Linked DNA regions of Mus musculus: regions 1, 2, 3, 4, 5 and 7 are each linked to region 6. A link is a contact called in public Hi-C, promoter capture Hi-C and targeted proximity ligation data. All regions are on one chromosome and are shown on one strand. The core of a region is the stretch at or near the end of the contact, and the rest is flanking DNA. Distances in the headings are between cores, read along the strand shown.

Region 1 (2,700 bases), core at 180-2,679, 390 kb before region 6:
AGAGCCAAAGCAGAGGGAGAGTGAGAACTGGTCATTTCAAAGGAGGCTTCTGTTGTAGTTGGTAACTGATGACAGGAGACCAACTGTGTTGAGTCCAGAGCCTGTCTCACTGCTTCCGGCACCTCTTTCCTTCAGTTCCTCTTTCTGCCAGGCAGCCTGTAATTTAAGTCGGGGATGTTGGAAATCATGAAGCCCCGCGGAACCTGCTCTCAAAGGCGCAGCACTCCAGGGCTGATCAACGGGTGCCAGTGGATAGATGTACAGAGCTCCGTGCTGTGACCGCCCTGAGATCCTGAGAGATCGTGAGGCAGCTGTGTGATCAGATGTCACCACAGGAGGTAGCAAGAGCGATTCAAAACACATGTCTATGCCACAAGACCTTCCGCCACCAAGCGCTGTTCCCAGGAGGCCTGGACCCTTCTTTCCAGGCTATCTGGACAGGCCATCACTTCTCTTCTGAGGGACAGGAATCCCAATAAGGCTTGTTGCCAGGAAGGCTGCAAGTAATCTCACAAGAGCAAAATGACTGTCTTATTCCTTTAGGGGCCCCGTGTGTTAACGTGCAGAAAGGGAGCAGAGGTGACTAGTAAAAAACTCACTGATGGCCCTGGGCCACCATTTACTTCATCTGTGCAGTACTGTCCACTTTTCCAAACCAGCTTTGCATATCTATTCTACACGAAGCCTTCTGCACAGCAGCTTTCCTCAGTTCTGAAAATGGAGGTCAGACCAAGGAATGGAGGACCTAAGTGGCCCAACTGATGGATGGGACAAATGAGTACAGGATGGCACAGGGGCTATAGCTGGGAGGAGGGAACACTTAAGGTTTTAGAAGAAAATAATGAGAATTCCTGGAGCTCAAAACTTGACTCAATTAAAAGGCTTCATGCTTATATTTGAGATATCTTACAGAATATTGATTTTTTTTTCCAGTTGTAAAGTGAAAGTGTGGCCTATATAACGATAAAGGCCAATGTGCATTTTGGATGAATGAATGCTGCCTCCAGGTTAAAACTCAAGCCAAGCTTTATTGAAGCTGGGGAGAAATAATAGCAATTAGACCCCACCATAAAGCTCAAAAATATAGGAAGAAAATCACATTACCCCCCCCCATACACATTGTTAATTTGTTGATAATGGAAAGTAAAAATAACAGTGGCATAAGAATTGTAAATTATTTACTTGGAAGCATTTTTTCCCTAGTAAACTAAATATTCCACTTCTCAGAACTAATTGATTTTCTGTTCATTTAACTTTAACCCTTAATCATTCTTTAACTATTTCTGCAAACTATTAACAGCATCACCCAGTAGATCAGTGGCTACATTGTATATTTCTTCCCTGTTAAGCTCATAGTATCACTGTCATACCTCAAAGTATTAGCACTGTTTCATCTCAAATGATCACGCCAAGGAAGCTCTTGTTGCTATGACAACAGCAACTTTGGTTGCTATGACACAGTATCGGTTATAGCCACTTAAGGAAGGTAGGACCTATTTTGCCTCACAGTTCAAAGGTTTCAACCCATTTTATTGGGTTTTATTGGGGACAGAACATCTTATGATGCCCAGGAATCAGAGAGAAAGAAAGCCTATGATTGATTGTCTTTTCCTTAGTTGGTCCTCTATCCCTGATAGGTTTACCATGAAGTTTGCTTTACTAATCCTTTATGTGCTTCTTAATCTAACCCTGTTTCTTTTCTTTTCTTTTTTTTAGGTATTTTCCTCATTTACATTTCCAATGCTATCCCAAAACTCCCCCATACCCTCCCCCTCCAACACCCCTACCCACCCACTCCCACTTCTTGGCCCTGGCGTTTCCCTATACTGGGACATATAAAGTTTGCAAGACCAAGGGGCCTCTCTTCCCAATGATGGCAGACTAGGCCAACTTCTGCTACATATGCAGCTAGAGACATGAGCTCTGGGGATAGTGGTTAGTTCATAATGTTGTTCCACCTATACGGTTGCAGATCCCTTTAGCTCCTTGGGTACTTTCTCTAGCTCCTCCATTGGAGGCCCTGTGTTCCATCCAATAGCTGACTGTGAGCATCCACTTCTGTGTTTGCCAGGCACCGGCATAGGCTCACAAGAGACATCTATATCAGGTTCCTTTCAGCAAAATCTTGCTGGCATAAACAATGGTGTCAGCATTTGAAGGCTAATTATGGGATGGATCCCCGGGTGCGGCCATCTCTAGATGGTCCATCCCTTCATCTCAGCTCCAAACTTTGTCTCTGTAACTCCTTCCATGGGTGTTTTGTTCCCAATTCTAAGAAGGGGCAAAGTGTCCACACTTTGGTCTTTGTTCTTTTTGAGTTTCATGTGTTTTGCAAATTGTATCTTGTATCTTGGGTATTCTAAGTTTCTAGGTTAATATCCACTTATCAGTAAGTACATATCATGTGAGTTATTTTGTGATTGAGTAACCTCACTTAGGATGATATCCTCCAGGTCAATCCATTTGCCTAGGAATTTCATAAATTCATTCTTTTTAATAGCTGAGTAGAACTCCATTGTGTAAATGTACCACATTTTCTGTATCCATTCCTCTGTTGAGGGACATCTGGGTTCTTTCCAGCTTCTGGCTATTATAAATATGGCTGCTATGAACATAGTGGAGCATGGTCCTTCTTACCAGTTGGAACATCTTCTGGATATATGCCCAGGAGAGGTATTGCTCTGGTAGTACTATGTCCAG
Region 2 (2,700 bases), core at 201-2,700, 370 kb before region 6:
GCAATTAATAAACGTTAGCTCGTTAACGTTAATAAAAAGGCATCTTGCCACATCGCGATCCTGAGTTATCATTTATTCACTCTGGGTACCAAACATACACTTTGCTTTCAGTTAAACCTCTGCTATTGATGACTTCTGGGCTGTCTTTGGCATCCACAGTCTCCTATCTGATCTCATTATTTCGGATCTATGCATCCTGGCTGGCGGTATGTCTTTTGTCTTTGGTCCTCCCATCATATAAATGGGATTGTTTTATGGCTTCCTTTTTCCAGGGCCTGGGTTTTGTTCTGACTTAGTTTGCCATTTATGTTTAAGGGTAGAAATCTAAATCCAGGGTGAAGGTCTCCAGCTCCTAGGAGGCCCTTCAATGGGTTACCTCCTTCTGTCCCGGGTTGGGGGTTGAAGGGTGGGAGCACAGAGGGGCGGGGGTAGGGAGGGCGGTCCATTTGTCACTGCTGTTTCTATGGGGGCCTGGAGCTCAAGGTTCCAAGTTGGCCCAAGCACTTGGCAGACAAGCCCCTTGATTGTTGCTGGAGACCCCAGGTCAGTTTGGGGCGGAGCAAGCCTTTTAGGGATCCAAGAGGCTGAGACAAGCATGCTGATGAGGGAGAAACGTGCTAGGGAGAAGGTAGGCCTTGATGTATGCCCGAGTGGACAAAAGCTGTTAGTGTCAGCTTGATTTGCAAGATAAACATTCATGAGTTCGACTGCTTAGAAAGAGGGATTATCTACAAACCCGGGTCTGAATGGGAGCCATAAATAAGTGATTTCACACTACCAAGCAGGAAGAATATTCTGCCTCCTAAATTATTCTGAACAGCATGTTCGGCCCCTCCCAGGTTCCCACCAGTGACTAGCCCTGGGGCTGGGAGGTACTCAAATAATGTTCCTTTTGGCGAAGAGCCTCTGCCTCCTCCAGAGGCTCCTGGTTGCAGAGCCCTGCTGCAGCGCTTCTCTTCTTAAATCCAGTCCATGTTTTGCCTCCCACCGCCTCCGTGGCCCGTTTCAGGCCTGGGTTTATCCAGGCAGGGATTTCTCTCCAACCAAGAATCAACCAAGCTCTGCTTGGGGTTCCCAGGCTGTGCACGTTTCAAACGTGCTCGAATATTCATCAAAGGCATTGGGAGGATGTTTTATCTGCTTCCTAAGTAGGGACATGCTCCTAGCTACCCCATTTGTAGCTGAGTTTGCTCTGAAATGGAAATGCACCTCCTGATGCTAGAAGACCGCGTGGAAGGTTTCCCCTCCTCCACTCCGGGGCAACCGATTTCTCTTTCTTCTCTCTCTCTCTCTCTCTTTCTTCTCTCTCTCTCTCTTTCTTCTCTCTCTCTCTCTTTCTTCTCTCTCTCTCTCTCTCTCTCTCTCTCTCTCTCTCTCTCTCTCTCTCTCTCTCTCCTCCTTCATCCTTTGTGCAAGCTTTGCTGTGTTAACCCTGTAATGCCCTTTTTGCATGCGACACGCCCTTTCCTCTCTCCCTGTAGCTACAATGGGGCTTTCTCTGGATGTCTTGATGCCTCCTATACCACCGTTTTTTAAGGGAAGTGTTTTGTTTGAGAAGACATGGGAGAGACACTGTTGGATAGTACTGAAGCTTTATAGATTTATTTATGTATGCTGTATGTAGGTATATGTATCACACGTGTACTCCATGGGTGTGGAGATCAGAAGAGGGCATCAGATTCCCTGGAACTGGAGTTAACAGGTGCTTGTGAGCTGCCACAGGGTGTCTGAGGTCCAAACCCCCAAACCCAGGTGCTCTACAAAATCAGCCAGTGTCCTTAACCTCTGAGCTACCACTCCAATGGCCCCTGGTTGCTAAGGTTCTAAAGGGTATGGTCTAGGATGCCTGTAAAATATGGAAAGCTCACTGCTGCCTGCTGTCTGGCCAAGAATCTAGGCCTTTGTGGTTACTGTTTCAGTCCATCGTCGTTCCCCCCCCCCCCCCCATACTGACTCTGTTTACCTTGGCTGAGCCCCACTTAATTTGGTTGACTACACCTCTGTCTCTAGTTGCTGATCAGCGAGGGTCAGCCTTCTCTAGGTGAACAAGAATTCCCGAAAAGAAGCTGTGTCTTTTGGACACTGATTGACTGATTAGAATCTCAGTACTGTGGAGAGATTAGAATGCTGCAGGTCCAGAGGCTAGCTTATTTTGGGCTAGTTTAAGCCCTCTGGAACAGCCATTCCTTGCCCACTTATGTGTCTGAACTAACATCGGGTAACTAATAGAAAACTTTGGGAATCTAATAACTTAGCAGACCATTGCTCCCAATAACTCAGATCTGCGGATGCCATCAGATAACATCTTGGGCCTATAGAAAGCGTCCCTCTGTCTTGCTGTAACTACTTTTCTGATGTGCCCACTAATGTATTTTAAACCTACCGTGATTTATGACCTTCTTTGTTCTATAAAATTTCATAAATCTGTTTCCACTTTGGAACATAGAATTGGGGGTACCATAAATCTGTGTTCCCAGGCCATGGTCACTCTCAGTGGCTCCAGAATCAGCATCTGTCACTTGCTGTAAGGTGAGAGCCATTCAGAGCAAACAATAGGATGTCACAGAATAAAACTGAATGGCTCAAGCTTCTCCCCTACTAGGATGGTGCTCTGATGTCCGACACCAATGAATTTCTCAGCAGGCAGCAATTTCAAACACCTTTCTTCTTCTTCCTTTGGGACCCACAGTGCCACTGTTC
Region 3 (2,700 bases), core at 75-2,574, 280 kb before region 6:
TTTTGGCCCTGGCGATCCCCTGTACTGGGGCATATAAAGTTTGCAAGTCCAATGGGCCTCTCTTTGCAGTGATGGCCGACTAGGCCATCTTTTGATACATATGCAGCTAGAGACAAGAGCTCCCGGGTACTGGTTAGTTCATATTGTTGTTCCACCTATAGGGTTGCAGTTCCCTTTAGCTCCTTGGGTACTTTCTCTAGCTCCTCCATTGGGGGCCCTGTGACCCATCCAATAGCTGACTGTGAGCATCCACTTCTGTGTTTGCTAGGCCCCGGCATAGTCTCACAAGAGAGAGCTATATCTGGGTCCTTTCAGCAAAATCTTGCTAGTGTATGCAATGGTATGATCACCTTGTTATACTCTGCTTTTGTAACCCCACCTATTTGCCTGCCAAATCCCCCATTTACAAACCTACCCCTGAGCTGTAAAATCCTTAGCTTCCCTAAGTCCAATGCTGACCTCTTGAACTCCACCCTACAAAAATGCAGCCCATGTAAATGAATAGTAATAATAATTTAAAAAAATCTCACTTTAATTAATTGCTTGCTTTAATTAATTTGATCATGAAATTTGGGTCAGTGGTCTTTCTCCTTCCATCTGTGGGATTAAGGTTAGTAACCGGTCAATGCCCAACACATCTGTGTGTCTCCCCCACAAATCTATAGAACACACTCAGTCTTGCTCTTCCCTTGTCTCTCTCTTTACCCTGCCCATGACTATATCCCAATTCCAGAGACTCTTCCCTGGTCTAGAATGGAGGCCTCTTCTAACGCATCAAGCAATTAATTGTCCTAGCCTGTTGTTTACGCCTTAGGTGCCCTTGGAGTGGGGCTTTTGAAAATGAAAGCCTTTTTCTCTTGTTGCAGCCACACAAATTCACCATGACAATGAATCCCTGAAGTCTGAGCTTGTTATAGAGTTACAGGATAACAGCAAAAAAAAAAAAAATGAGACAATTAAGACTCCTGTTACTATTTTAAAATATGATTCCACCTCAGATACACTCGAATTTTGCTGCAGCTCTCAATTTGCTAAGCCTTAGCTTTCCTTCAGCGGAGGTTTTTTTTTTTTTTTTTTTTTTTTTTTTTTTTTTTTTTTTTTATTTTTTGTTTCTCCTGGAGTCTTCATACCTGCTTCTGTTCTTTTTAGCAATAAGCCGTGGAGTCTGCTACAAAGCTTCCGGTGGTTGTTCAAGCCAGTACAGGCTTTTGTGTATTTCGATGACTCTATGATGACAGAGAAGCAGTCTCTCGGCTTGGCCTGCGTGCTGAAAGAACTGGCCTATGAGCTTTTGAGGCTGGAATGGGAGGTGGGCTCAGTAACAGACATGGCTCGATGCCCTGCACTACTGGATTCCGATGCACTGAGTGTGTGGTTTCAATGTCAGCCCGAGTCTCTTCCTGCAGGTTCCTGGGGGTTACAGGAGAAGGCTGCTGGGTGGTCCCTAGACCTTCTAGATGTGTTAGAGTTGAATATCAGGATAGAAACAACTTTTTAATCTGAGCCTCAACCACTGCCAAGATCCTGGCATCTGAATTCCTTCCAGAAATGATATTTGATCCTCCAAGGCCAGGACTGAAAAGTTCCATCTCTACTCGTGGATATCAGACTAACATCCTCCCTCTCTGCTTTGTCCTCCAAAATGAAAAAGGATGTTGTTGAGGTCACTCTGTGCCCCAAAGATATATCAGGTAATTTTTTACCCGTTATTCTGAATATAGCATCCTTCATGCTAGAGCTGTTAGCACATGAAATTTTTATTTAAAACTACGAGAGGGGCTATATTTAAATTTAAATATTTATATTTAAAACAATTAGAGGAACACAGTTCTCCTAAACAACAGCTCCCAAATGCGAGGGCTAAAGTTATGCTTTAAGTTTTAATTACTGTGTTTAAGAGATCTATAAAACAAAAATGCCTTGAACCTGTAAGCCCCACTTGTCCAAGGACAGATTACTTCCTGGAACGGTGGGGTCAGTATGTATAAGATAACAAGCCATGTGTTTTCACTTCAGTAAACAAGGTTGGTTGTCCCAACTGGATAGGATGAGCTTGACCCCAAGTAGGTGGGAGGTACGTAGACAGGAAGTATGTCAGGATGTCCGCTTGTCCCCGTGTAGAGGAAAGTGGGATGTCCATCCGTGAACTCGTGAGATTTGCCTTCAGAAGCCCCCATCTAATGTAGTTCATGGCGATTCTGTGGGAAGCCTGGGTCTGGGCCTGACCACTGTCTATCATTCTGGTGAGTACTGACCTTGCTTCCAACTTGGCTCAAACCTGTGGTGCTGTTTTTCCTCTCACCAAGGGTGCTCACATTCTAAGCTTAGCCAGTAATAATAAGTAATAAGAGGCATATAAATAACAAAGGCCTTTGTTGAGGCAACTGAATTCAGTCCTGCCAAGGAGAAATTATCCTGGAATGCAGGGTAGGCCTAACCACAGCCCTTATAATAGAAGGCAGGAAGGGGTTAGAGTCCTAAAATGTTATAAACTCAGAAGCAGACATCACAATAAGAGTGTGTGTGTGTGTGTGTGTGTGTGTGTGTGTGTGTGTGTGTGCACATGGCAAGGAAAACCCACCAGCACCTAGCACTTAGCACCTAGAACAGAAAAGGGCAGGTTCCCCTTTGGAGTAGCCAGCAAACAACCCTGCTCTAAGGCCTGTAAGACTTTAGTAGGCCTGTGTGACTATATTCTTC
Region 4 (2,700 bases), core at 79-2,578, 420 kb before region 6:
ATGGCACATAAGAAAGATACTCTCTACCTGCTATGACCAGGGAAATGTGAATTTAAAGAGAACTGCTGTTGCCATTGGCCCCATCCAGAGGACTGTTGGCAGCAGGAAGCCTCCTTCTTTGCTGGTAGAAATGTATGGCTGCTTTGAAAGTGTGTAAATAAACACCATATGGTCCAGCAAGTATGCTGCTGGCTACTCACCGGGGGGGGGGGGGGGGGGGGGGGACGGGGGGGGGGGACTGCAAATAGGTAAGCCAGGCATGGTGATGCTTGCTTAGTGGCCCAGAGCATCTTAGTATGTTTTCTGTTTTGTAATAAAGAGACTGACCAAAACTGACTTAGGAAGGAAAGTTTGATTTGGCTTACATTCCCTGATCAGATTCCAACACAGAGGACAGGGACATAGAGTGAAGCAGAAACCATGGAAGAACGCTGCTTACTGGCTTGCTCTTCGTGACATGCTTATCTACTGTTCTTATGTGACCTAGGATGAGATGCCCAGGGTGGCACTGACACCACGCAATGAGATGGGCCCTTTCACACTCACCAGGAAAATGCCCCCCATAGTCCTGCCTACAGGCCAGTCTGATGGAGGTATTTCTTTCAAAGGAGGTTCCCTCTTTCCAGAAGACTCTAGTTTGTGTCAAGTTGACTAAATAAATAAATAGCCAGCAGATTGAGTTTGAGGCCAGCCTGGACTCTGAGAAATTTAAAAAGGGAAGGAAAAAAAAAAAGAAGAAAAAGTAAAAATGTGCATACAGAAACCTACATATGAATATTTACAGCAGGTTTATTATAACTTCCAAAACTTGGAAGGAGCCAACCAAGACGTCCTTTTCCAGGTAAGTAGAAGCACTGTGGTACAGACAACAGAATATTGCTCAGGGCCCCAAAAGGAACAATTGAGCCATGGCAGACATGGAGGAAAAGCAAAAGAAGCTGACCTGGAACTGCCATAGCCTGTCACTCACTGGACATTCAAGGGAAGACATGAGTATGGTGGAAACAGAAAGCAGGAGCAGGGAACACTTTCGGGCAGCCAAGTTATTCTGCATGTTACTGTAATGGTAGATGCAGGCTGTTGTGTATGGGTTAGAACTGTAAGCTGTACATCACCAACAATGAGCCTGAGTGTGAAATAATGGAATGTAGGCTAATAATTTAGAACACTCTGGGGAAGTGTTGACAAGGGCGAGAATTCAGGTGTGGAGGGAGTAGGAGGACGTAAATGTCTCTGAACCTTCCTTTCAATTTAACAGCTAGCCTAAAATTGCTCTAAAATTTTCCCATTTTTTAATGCGGCCATAGAAGCATATTGCACAGTCGCAGCTCTGCCCACAGACAGAATTTTCTATTGTGATGCCAGAGAACAGTTATTCTTGCCAGTCTCATACTGTGCATTAAGAGTTTTTGCCTTGTAAGACTGAAAGACACCAACAAATGTGTCCAGCCCCTTCCATTCTCCCTCCAAAGTCACCACAGGCCCCCAGAGGTGAAGCCCAAACAGCTTCCAGGAAAGAAAATAGCAAGCCTGAAGTTTGAAAAGGTTGTTTCTTGCCCACATCTACCTCTGGGCTGTTAGAAAGCCATCAGGGTACTAACTCAGTCAGGGGGTGGCTTCTTCCCCAGCTCATTAACAGAGATTACAGACTTGTGACTGGGCAGCACAAAGTGGCACTATGCCCCTGCCTCCAGAATTCTTGCAGGCTCCTTGGCTGTCTGAGGATGCTCCTTGTTCGTGATGATTTAACAGAACAGCTGTGTGAGCCCGAGGACTGGCAGCTCAGTAGTTCTGTGCTCAGCTAGATTTTTAAGCATTAGGGTTTCCACATCTTGATCATTGCTTTAATTCATGCCTGACTCATTTAGAAAGCCGAGGTGTGGATTCAATGACCTATATATCCTTGGCATAATGAAGCTAGGAGGATCCAAACAGCTAACTTGGCACACAGAGAAGAAACGAGACACCTAACATTACCAGAGGGCACAATCAGAGGTGAAGTTTATTCATCAACTACCCACCTAGGTGTTTGCCACACTTATCACCCAGCACAGACTACTGCACTCCTAGAACTTTCTACGTTTCTTACATGCTTGGGAGTTCTACCAAGCACATGAAAAGTATAATATAAATATTATAGAAGACTCTCCCATTTTAGTGGTGGCCATAGCAGCTGTGGCTCCTCCTTCTTCCTCCCTCCTCCTCCCCCTTCCTCCTTCCTCCTTCCTCTTCCTTCCCTGCCTGCCTTCCTTCCTTCCTTCCTTCCTTCCTTCCTTCCTTCCTTCCTTCCTTCCTTCCTTCCTTCCTTCCTTCTCCCCCCTTCCTCTTTCTTCATTTTCCACTAAATTATAAGGCTTGTATTTGTTATCTTTGATATAGTCAGCAAATGCATTGCTTTAACCTTAGTTCCAAAGTCAAGGCCAGACCTAGGGCAGAGTGACAGGGAGCATAAACAAGGTCTAGAAGGGTAAAGCCTGGAGAAGGTAGCCCTGGACAATCAGACTTTGGAAGAGACATTATTTCTGAAGAAGTTTTTTTTTTTTTTTCCATTTTTATTAGGTATTTAGCTCATTTACATTTCCAATGCTATACCAAAAGTCCCCCATACCCACCCACCCCCACTCCCCTACCCACCCACTCCCCCTTTTTGGACCTGGCGTTCCCCTGTACTGGGGCATACAAAGTTTGCGTGTCCAATGG
Region 5 (2,700 bases), core at 12-2,511, 350 kb before region 6:
GTTTTGTTTAATACGGTCCCCACCTGAGGAAGCCATCAGTTTGTAAGCCCTTCTTCCCCAGTCTCCACTCCCCTCCATTTCACTGTGGCATTGGGTTTGCAGTCCAATGATTCAAAGGCTTTCCCCACCTCCGATCTCCCATGCTCTAAACCATAGCAATCTTGGTAAACACTTGCCTATGGTAGAAAACACAAACTGACCTGGTACCAAAAGTCTCTTAAGAGAAGCCCACAAATCAAACCAGCAAGTAGCTAAATAGAGGGGTCCTTTAGTCACCACGCGGGTCACCATCACCTCAGCAAGCATTTCCTACTGTCCTCCCTTTTGATTGTGAATACTGCAAGTAATTCTCTTGAGTTGGGATAAAGGGAATCCAGATTCCATTCCCTTTATCATCAGAGATATCTTATTCTCTAACTCTGTCAAGAAAAGAAAGAAAGAGAAAAGAAAAAGAAAAGAAAAGAAAAGAAAGAAAAGGAAAGGAAAGAAAGAAAGGAAAGAAAGAGGGAGAGAGAGAAGGTTTAATGCTGAGAGCTGTATTTTGTTCCTTTAAATGCATAGATTCATTCTTTAGCCCAGGCTAGCTTTAAACTCATGGCAATAGTCCTACTTCAGCCTCTCAAGTGCTGAGATTACAGGCATGGGCCATCATCAAATTTGGCTAACATCTCTGTCCTTTATGTAAACTTTTTGTTGCTGAAGCCAATAGCATTTGTTTCCAATATTTAAACTTTAAAAATATTTTAAAAGTATAATATCAGTTGTTAGCCCAACCACAAAGGGTCTGCATTTGCTCAGTCAGTATGCAGAGGAGGAATCTATATGTGTACACATATGTGCATTTCTATACATACTTCACACACGTTTTCACATCCTTTGCTATGACAGAAGGCCCAGTGTGCCCATTGCAGAAACCATCCTTTTTCTGTGTGTAACATCTTGCCTCACCAAAGCCCTTTGCATATTATATATATATATATATATATATATATATATATATATATATATATATAAAATCAGAGATGTTTAAGAGATGACTAAAACAGTCAAGTGGCTCTTCTCATGCTGCAAATGTGTGTGGCCTGCCTCTGGTTTGTGTTCCTGGGTGGCATTTGTGAACTTGTGGCCGGGCCCTTTTGTCTTCTTCTGAGGTTTATGTTCCAAATGGCTGAAGGCCAGCCCAGCCAGGCCTCTGGTGTCCCTTCTCAGCTGCCTGCACCCACAGCCTCCCAGCATGTTGCTTAGCAATCTCCTTCTGTCTGTCCTTGGACTCCACAGAGCCCCTCTTTGGCTTGATGGTGTTTTATCAATTAAGCGGAGCAAGGCTTTACACAGCACTTTCTGAGTCACTCTGCCTGAGCGAGAGGGATGAATCAGAGAGGACAGTACAGTTAAAGAGGGACTAACTGGCCCAGAACAAAGGGACCGTGCTGTATATGGGGGAGGTGTCCTTGCTCAGTGACATGGCACCTCAGGGACAGGCTGTCTCATGTTCGAGTCGGTGGCAGTTATGTTTGTTGAACTGAAGGTGCTCTCTTCAGTCCCTGGTTGACATGAAATCAATGAGTCTCTCAAGATCTGGGGCAGGCTCTGGGGCTTGTGACATCAGAGGAAAACACCGATTGAGGACTGATGTGATCTGGGGAACACCCAGGTCCAAATAATGGCATTGACCAAGTGACAAAATGTGGCTGGGTTAACCCAGTAGCCTACTGGGAGCCACTGAGTCCTGGGGCTCTTTTATCTGTAACCTTTGAAGGGGTGAAAAGCAGATGTGCTAGCAAGCCTGAGTCCTGCTGCTATGGTGGTGGTGGTGGGTTTAGGATCAAATGCCCACTTCATCTTCAAAGACTCCTGAGCCCTCACAGTTCTGAAGGACTGAGGGGGATACTATTTTAATAGTCACTGATCAAGAGCTCAAGTCCCAAGTTTTAAGTGCTTTATGCCAAATGCATAGCATGGCTGCCTTTTATGTATGGACCCTTGAACTGTCAGAGAAGCGCCAACCCACTTATCAGGAACTTATCTGTGACTCAGTGTGGGGTGTGGGGTTGTGGGGTCCCCAAGAAGACAGCTATCCCTGTGGAGAATCTGTGTAAGTCATATGCAAATGCCTGTCATCAGGACCAAAGACTTGAGTGAGTTCCCACATCAAGCATCCTTGACTTCCCGCTTCTTTCCTGAAATGATACTGGGTCCAGTGGAGACCCACATTTTCCTCTCTGACTTCTGAGCCTTTGGAACGGACCATGGCATCCTCAGGAATTGTTTCAGAGAGGCATCCAGGACACCACATTCTGAAAAAAAGGGTATCTGGGCTGGCACTGGATAACTTTATGGGCATCACATCCTTCAAATAAACTGTCCCCAAGCTTCCAAAATTCTTCACATGATGCCAGGAGGAAAGCATGGTGTGCTTACCACCATCATCATCTCTCGTTCGTCAGCGTTTAACCTCCTCCCTCAGTTCAGGACTACTCCCCACAGGATTCTGGTCGTCCTTGTCACGTGACTCAGATCGCCATGGATCACGTGGAGCAGATCTGACGGAGGCTTTTCTCCTCCTCTCCTCTCTGAATGCATTGCTTTGAGAAAAGTCCCTTTCTTTGTATTTGGCCCAGTTTTCTCATCTGAGAAGTGACCAGACTAGGCCGAGAATGGCCCTGTGCATCGCTCTCTGGTTCTTGTTCTTTCTCATGC
Region 6 (2,700 bases), core at 27-2,526:
GTTCACCATGCAGTTTCCGCCCATCTCCTACCCTCTGATTATACACAACAGCATCCACAGTGAGCAGCTTTGAAAGACCCCATCTGCATGTGAGATTATCCATCACAATGAGGCTAAATTACACCGATCAAAATGTACCCTGGCTGAGAATTACCCCCAGGGTCTCCTGGGTACATGAGAACATCTCTCCTAGTAGACTGTCCCCAGAGAACTGCTCAAGAGAACCAAGGTGACATTACAATGCCAGAAGGAAGCTAGGACATGGAATCTGAAATCTGTCAACTTTGATTCATTCGAGGTACAGCAACTTATAAAACAGAAGCACATACACACATATTAACAGGTGAAATAATTTGGAAAAATCTGTGGTATACCACAGAAAGCATCTCAACCAAGGCGATGTGTTCAAGAAAACTGAAGTACACTAAGAACAAACCATAAACTTAGGTCCTGTCTGGCACCCACCTCCCTCCAATCTATCCTCTCTGGGAGGGTTGACTTCTTTCCCTCCACAATGCTTATAATTGAACGTTACAAACTATACCAAGAATAAATCTACCGGGGTCCCCTTCCTCCAACCAGAAAAAGGTTAAGCTTTTAATTACAGGCCCTCAAACTATCATTTTGTGCAATTAGCAATTAACTCTAATCGTTGATGAGAGAATGCAGAGCTGCGCTGGCAATTTCCCTCCTCCCCATCCCAGACTCGGTTATTTTAGTCTTGTTCTATTACAGAGGACAAGCCACAACCGCGGGAGCGCTCTTGTTCTTTCTCTCTTTCTCTTTCACACACTCTTACTTAAAGCCACATTTAATTTTTAACAAAATGGCATCTCAGCTTGCCATTGAGATGGGACTCCGAACCCCACAGCAGAACAGCGGAGCTTTCGCACCCCTCCTCTTCATCACTTTCAGGTTGGAAAGAAGAGTCCCCCGGAAGATGCTACCTACCGACCTCACTACATCAGCCCTTCCTAGGGGCTCAGGAGAGGGAGGAAAAGGGTTCCTTGCTGCCCCCCAGACCCCTCAACTGCCAGCCCCATCAAGCCTGGAGGCGGTGGCAAGAGCAGCAATAGTTGCATCAGCGCTCCTAGCCAAGGCGCCAGGAGGGTACAGTAGCAACTGTAGGGAGCTAGGGAGCGCACAGCTGCTGCGGCCGCAGGTTCCCTGGATCAGGAAATTAGGACAGGCACCCGGGATTGGAGGTGAGGACGGTGCGCGAGCCAACCAGCGGCCGCCCCGGGTCCCCCGTGAGCCCCGGGCCAACGCGCGGAGCAGTCGAGCCCCTGGAGCCATCCGGATGGCGGCGGCGACAGCCCCAGCCCCAGCCACTCACGCACGCACGCTGCCACTTGCCCCCGCACCCTCCTCACTGCGCGCGGGAGAGCGGTGCGTGCCTGAGCTGCTGGGCTGAGCTCCCCCGCTGGGGTCCCCGCGCCGCTCGGCCGCGCTCCTGCGGCCGCCCGGGTGGTTGCCCCCAAACCGCTCACTTGAGCTGTCCTCGGTGGCGAACGGGCTCCCCGCCCCCTCCTCCCGCGCCGTTCCCTCCCCTCTCCCTCCCCTTCTCTGCAACGCCTGCATTATTTTCCGCCCGCAGGGTCCGCGCGCACACCGCGGCCGCGGCGGGGGAGGTGACCGGGTGGGTGGTTGGGTGGGTGGCTGGCGGGGAGTAGAGTGTGCAAGTTGCAGGGAAAGGGTGCCCGCTCCTTGCGTGCTCTCCGTGCTCCCGGCTCTTCACTCCTTCCCCCTCCTCCTCGTCTCCTCCCTCCCCGCCCCCACCTCCTTCTTCCTCTCCGAAGGGCTGGTAACTTGTTGTGCGGAGCGAACGGCGACAACGACGGCGCGACGGAGGCACCATCCGGGCGGGCAGCATGGGCACGTCCGCGCGCTGGGCGCTGTGGCTGCTGCTCGCGCTGTGCTGGGCGCCCCGGGACAGCGGCGCCACTGCAAGCGGTGAGTGGGGACGCGCCCCTCCGCACTCGGCCCGAAACAAGCCGAGGCGTCCGCGATCGCCGCGTTCTGGGGGACCCCGGGGCTCCTCTTGCCCATCCCCTCCTAGCAGGCGCCTCTCCACGCTCCTCTCCTGCCTCCCCTCCCCACCCGGGTGGCGCCTCTGAGCTGTCAGAGCCGAGGTTACTGGGAGCCAGGCCCGGGGGACGGTGGGGTTTAGGGTGTCCTAAAGCGTCCCTTGAACTTGTTGTCATTCTTCTGTGTCCCCCTTCTTCCCAGAACCTCTGTTTTACATGGTTTTCACCCCCCATTGACAAGGGCTAGGGGATGTGGGCTTTGGAGCCACTGAACAATGGTTCTGCCTCCTCTGCCAGGCGGGCTGTTAGGACCGTGGCAGAGCACGGGGCCTGGAAGCCCGAGTGCGCCCCTCAGACTTAAGCAGGGTTGAGAGCGCACAGTGGGTGAAGGTGGGCGTCTCCGAGGACACCGGGCGCCAGGTGCCGGCCGAGCCGGGAGTCCTCGCGCTGCCGTGAGCAAGCGCACGTTCGGTGGGCGGCAGCCTGGAGGCCGAGCCATGACAAGTACGCAGCCTGCGCCCGGGACTGAGACTCCCCAGGCGCCGGGCCGTCTCTCGGGCTCCAAGAGTGGCTTTCAACTGGACTGTCCTCCGAGTGCTTTTCTTTCTCCCATCCCCGGGGATTCCGCAGCTACTGCGGCTTTTAAAAACCTCTGGGGTCTCTGAGATAACTG
Region 7 (2,700 bases), core at 171-2,670, 450 kb before region 6:
TTTATTTTTAATTTGTTCTTATTTTATAGCACCACCACCCAGCCTGAGATCGCTCAGCTCTTCTCTTCTGAGCCTGGGTGTCTCTGGACTTGTTCCTTCAGTGGACCTAGGGCCTGCAGGTTTGCCTGGAGAGAGGAGGCAGGCAGGCACGGGTGACCTTTGTGGCTTTGCATTCAGTTGAAGTTCTAGTGAATCCTTGGGTCTAGTCCATAGCGTTTAATTCCTACTTCACCCTGAGCACAGGTGAAATTGAGAGTCCGTCCATCACAGGTGTGCGCAGCCAAGATGTGCTTGTAATCTGTCAATAGAAAAATGACACCATCTGATGGGACTATAGGAAATGACACTGAAGATGTCAGTGAGGGTCAGGTTTTAAAGCCAGGGCTACAGGAAGGTCCAGTGTGTGGATTGATGCCAGCTTATGAAAACACTTGAAGAAAATACTTACAGAAATAAAAAAATCAACACACAGAGAGACTACTTTTTGTCACTAGTAAGATGTTCTTTTTTTTTTTCAAAAAAGGTAATATATGAGTTCATCAATTTCAAAACGGGTAGAAATGCACAGCAGCAGTTGTGGTCCTGTGTTGGAACTGATTGTAAACAAGGAAATGTGCTGTATACTTCATGATGCAAATTATGGACATATAAACATATCTCAGTCTGCAGGGGTTGGAGGGGTAAGAGAACACCTTGGTTCTTGCCACTGTAATCCAAGAATCTAATTTCCTAGCATTCAGTAGTCTTGTTTTTAAACCTCCTGGGTTTGTCCCCAATTTTAGTATTCATGAGGCTCATCTAAGCATTAAAAATAAAACAAAACAGTGACCCGCCATAGCTGAAAAAACTTGCCCATCCTTTGACTGAGGATTGTCGGTTAATTTATGCAGGCCCCTTTGCACTTCAGCTTTTCCCCCACTGGTTGCTAGGCAACCACTTGAGTTAGTGCGCATGCCTCTTTTATGATAACTGTCATTATGATTATTTTTTAATTATACAACTGGGACTGTGGATTAAAACGGCATATTGTCACTCATGCCTTGCTGCTGCCTCTGACAATTCCTAAGCCCTGGTGCAGCCACCTTCCAAAATTTACATGCGTGCCGGGGGGGTGGTGGTGGTGGTGGTGGTGGTGTTTATGATTATCTTTTGATGTTTCTGGCCACACAAAGGGACTGGAGATGCCATCCTAAAGGCAGTAAGAGTTTTGTGGAAAATGACTAGACCATATATCACAAGCTGTTATTAATTTGGCGAGGCCAGCTCAGGTGTTGGGGTCCTGAACCTCAGTTATCCTCCTTTGTACCTTTAACCGTGCCTGCTTCCAGCTTTCAATTGACGTGGAAAGCTTGTTGCTCTGCAGCCTGCCCTCCTAGATGACAAAAGGCTAAAGCATCTCTCTACTAAACCTGCTTTCAATAAACCCACCATGCACTGGGGGAGGAGGGGGGAGGGTGCAGCTCAGAGCCGAGAAACACACAGCACGCACATTAGCAATTGTTCTCATTTGTCCAAATTGCTCCACATAAGTGCATTTGGGGGACGGGAAGGGGCTCCTCGGGCAAGGGACAATGGGAGGGGCTCCGTGGTGTGTAGAAACACGTAAAGGATTGTGGGAGCATACAGCGGCTTCACATTAGCATTGCTCTGTATATTTTAACATATTTTCCAAATACACAGTGAATCTGAAGACAAAAGCAACACGGGGAGTCAGGGCTATGCGCCTTCTTTTAACCAACCCTGTTTTTCATTTAAAATGGGACTTGGGGCTCAATCAGTTATTTTAAATATTTCTGTCATGATGAGAAGAGATTAGCTCCTGACAGGAGAATCCACAGGGTACTTGCCACATTGTGTGTGTGTGTGTGTGTGTGTGTGTGTGTGTGTGTGTGTGTGTGTGTGACAGAAGCGGGGACATAACTGTGCTCTCATGTGATTGAAGCCAGCATGTGGGGCATCAGCCTCCAGAGCGGTGGTGGGCTTTCACTCCACTCCCAGAGCCCCCGTGTGTGTGTATGTGTGTGTGTGTGTGTGTGTGACCTCCTTTGCTGTGTTGACGAGTCTCTGAAATGACCCCCTCGCTGAGGAGTGCTTCATCTTCTTTGTTTCTGTTTGTCTCCCCCATCCTGCAGTTCAGGGCGACAGCTCAGTGAAGTCTTCATTCAGTTACCTTCCAGGAAAGACTTACCAGAATACTATGAATTAATTAGGAAGCCAGTGGATTTCAAAAAGATAAAGGTAGATACTCTGTTCCCTGTTGTTCTTCGAGTACACAAAGGAGGATGCATGGATGCTCTGTTGTGATTCTAGGTGGGGCTGGGGCCGTGGCCTCCTGGTTGCTAACCACTGACCTACACAAGGCTTGCCCCAGGATAGGCCGGGCCCGGATGGATGGCATCCATCCTTCCCGTGCATGTCATTTGGTCACCGCAAGCTCAGATTACACACACTGCATGTTTCTGAGAACCTTTCTGTCCCTCCATTGCCATTCATTTCCCCGCTCCGTGCACCTTCCTTCCCTTGTCCTGAAGATCACTGGTGGGAGGGTGGTCCTGGTCAGTGACGCCCCGCCCTTGGGGTTGCTCAGCCCCGCCCACCCAACAAGGCCAAATGCTTTGAAGACAAAGGGAAATGTGGGCTTCCTTAAACAAGTAAGGGCGGTTACATATCCCTCTTCTGTTTTCACCCGAAATTCCCCTC

What was found. Promoter capture Hi-C pulls out the DNA fragments that hold promoters and counts their contacts. Hi-C and Micro-C count contacts between places; a contact is called where the count stands out from the background.
Region 1: a promoter capture Hi-C map of hippocampal neurons shows a contact between it and region 6, with 2.6 times the contacts expected there. A contact is called at or near these places in 9 of 39 promoter capture datasets (the 3T3-L1 cell line, the C10 cell line, the HPC-7 cell line and 5 more), 3 of 484 Hi-C or Micro-C datasets (cerebellar granule neurons, granulocyte-monocyte progenitors and nephron progenitors) and 8 of 130 datasets of targeted methods (cardiomyocytes, embryonic basal ganglia, embryonic forebrain and 5 more).
Region 2: a targeted proximity ligation map of forebrain shows a contact between it and region 6, with 7 times the contacts expected there. A contact is called at or near these places in 6 of 39 promoter capture datasets (the 3T3-L1 cell line, cranial neural crest, embryonic stem cells and 3 more), 15 of 484 Hi-C or Micro-C datasets (B cells, LSK cells, adipose-derived mesenchymal stem cells and 11 more), 10 of 130 datasets of targeted methods (astrocytes, craniofacial prominence, embryonic basal ganglia and 7 more) and 2 of 9 other capture datasets (embryonic tail and embryonic trunk).
Region 3: a contact with region 6 is called in a Hi-C map of muscle stem cells, with 2.8 times the contacts expected there. A contact is called at or near these places in 1 of 39 promoter capture datasets (cranial neural crest), 3 of 484 Hi-C or Micro-C datasets (brain, cerebellar granule neurons and muscle stem cells) and 6 of 130 datasets of targeted methods (SST interneurons, a beta-TC-6 cell line, embryonic forebrain and 3 more).
Region 4: a promoter capture Hi-C map of hippocampal neurons shows a contact between it and region 6, with 2.2 times the contacts expected there. A contact is called at or near these places in 3 of 39 promoter capture datasets (cranial neural crest, hippocampal neurons and liver), 1 of 484 Hi-C or Micro-C datasets (nephron progenitors) and 7 of 130 datasets of targeted methods (SST interneurons, embryonic basal ganglia, embryonic forebrain and 4 more).
Region 5: a promoter capture Hi-C map of neural stem cells shows a contact between it and region 6. A contact is called at or near these places in 4 of 39 promoter capture datasets (cranial neural crest, embryonic stem cells, maxillary cranial neural crest and 1 more), 8 of 484 Hi-C or Micro-C datasets (LSK cells, adipose-derived mesenchymal stem cells, brain and 4 more) and 12 of 130 datasets of targeted methods (craniofacial prominence, differentiating embryonic stem cells, embryonic basal ganglia and 8 more).
Region 7: a targeted proximity ligation map of embryonic forebrain shows a contact between it and region 6, with 7 times the contacts expected there. A contact is called at or near these places in 4 of 39 promoter capture datasets (3T3-L1-derived adipocytes, hippocampal neurons, neural stem cells and 1 more), 1 of 484 Hi-C or Micro-C datasets (nephron progenitors) and 9 of 130 datasets of targeted methods (VIP interneurons, embryonic basal ganglia, embryonic forebrain and 6 more).

What each region holds. Positions count from the first base shown.
Region 1 is chr19:26,822,478-26,825,177 of GRCm38.p6, forward strand. 4931403E22Rik (RIKEN cDNA 4931403E22 gene) reads right to left here and starts at 1,430. Exons shown (of 4, transcript NR_045306.2): 1 at 1,371-1,430. It overlaps Gm46648 (a long non-coding RNA gene), which reads left to right and starts at 1,389. Exons shown (of 7, transcript XR_001782660.2): 1 at 1,389-1,486.
Region 2 is chr19:26,844,456-26,847,155 of GRCm38.p6, forward strand. The region is part of intron 2 of Gm46648 (a long non-coding RNA gene); the gene reads left to right. Among named protein-coding and RNA genes, the nearest start is that of 4931403E22Rik, 22 kb to the left of the region's middle.
Region 3 is chr19:26,937,762-26,940,461 of GRCm38.p6, forward strand. No RefSeq gene overlaps it. Among named protein-coding and RNA genes, the nearest start is that of Gm815, 53 kb to the left of the region's middle.
Region 4 is chr19:26,794,418-26,797,117 of GRCm38.p6, forward strand. All of the region lies in intron 1 of 4931403E22Rik (RIKEN cDNA 4931403E22 gene), which reads right to left. Among named protein-coding and RNA genes, the nearest start is that of Gm46648, 28 kb to the right of the region's middle.
Region 5 is chr19:26,862,565-26,865,264 of GRCm38.p6, forward strand. All of the region lies in intron 4 of Gm46648 (a long non-coding RNA gene), which reads left to right. Among named protein-coding and RNA genes, the nearest start is that of Gm815, 22 kb to the right of the region's middle.
Region 6 is chr19:27,215,744-27,218,443 of GRCm38.p6, forward strand. It overlaps Vldlr (very low density lipoprotein receptor), which reads left to right and starts at 1,277. Exons shown (of 18, transcript NM_001161420.1): 1 at 1,277-1,953. The coding sequence starts at 1,872. All of the region lies in intron 3 of Gm35438 (a long non-coding RNA gene), which reads right to left.
Region 7 is chr19:26,768,806-26,771,505 of GRCm38.p6, forward strand. It overlaps Smarca2 (SWI/SNF related, matrix associated, actin dependent regulator of chromatin, subfamily a, member 2), which reads left to right. Exons shown (of 33, transcript NM_011416.2): 29 at 2,133-2,238. It overlaps 4931403E22Rik (RIKEN cDNA 4931403E22 gene), which reads right to left. Exons shown (of 4, transcript NR_045306.2): 4 at 1-298. Among named protein-coding and RNA genes, the nearest start is that of Gm46648, 54 kb to the right of the region's middle.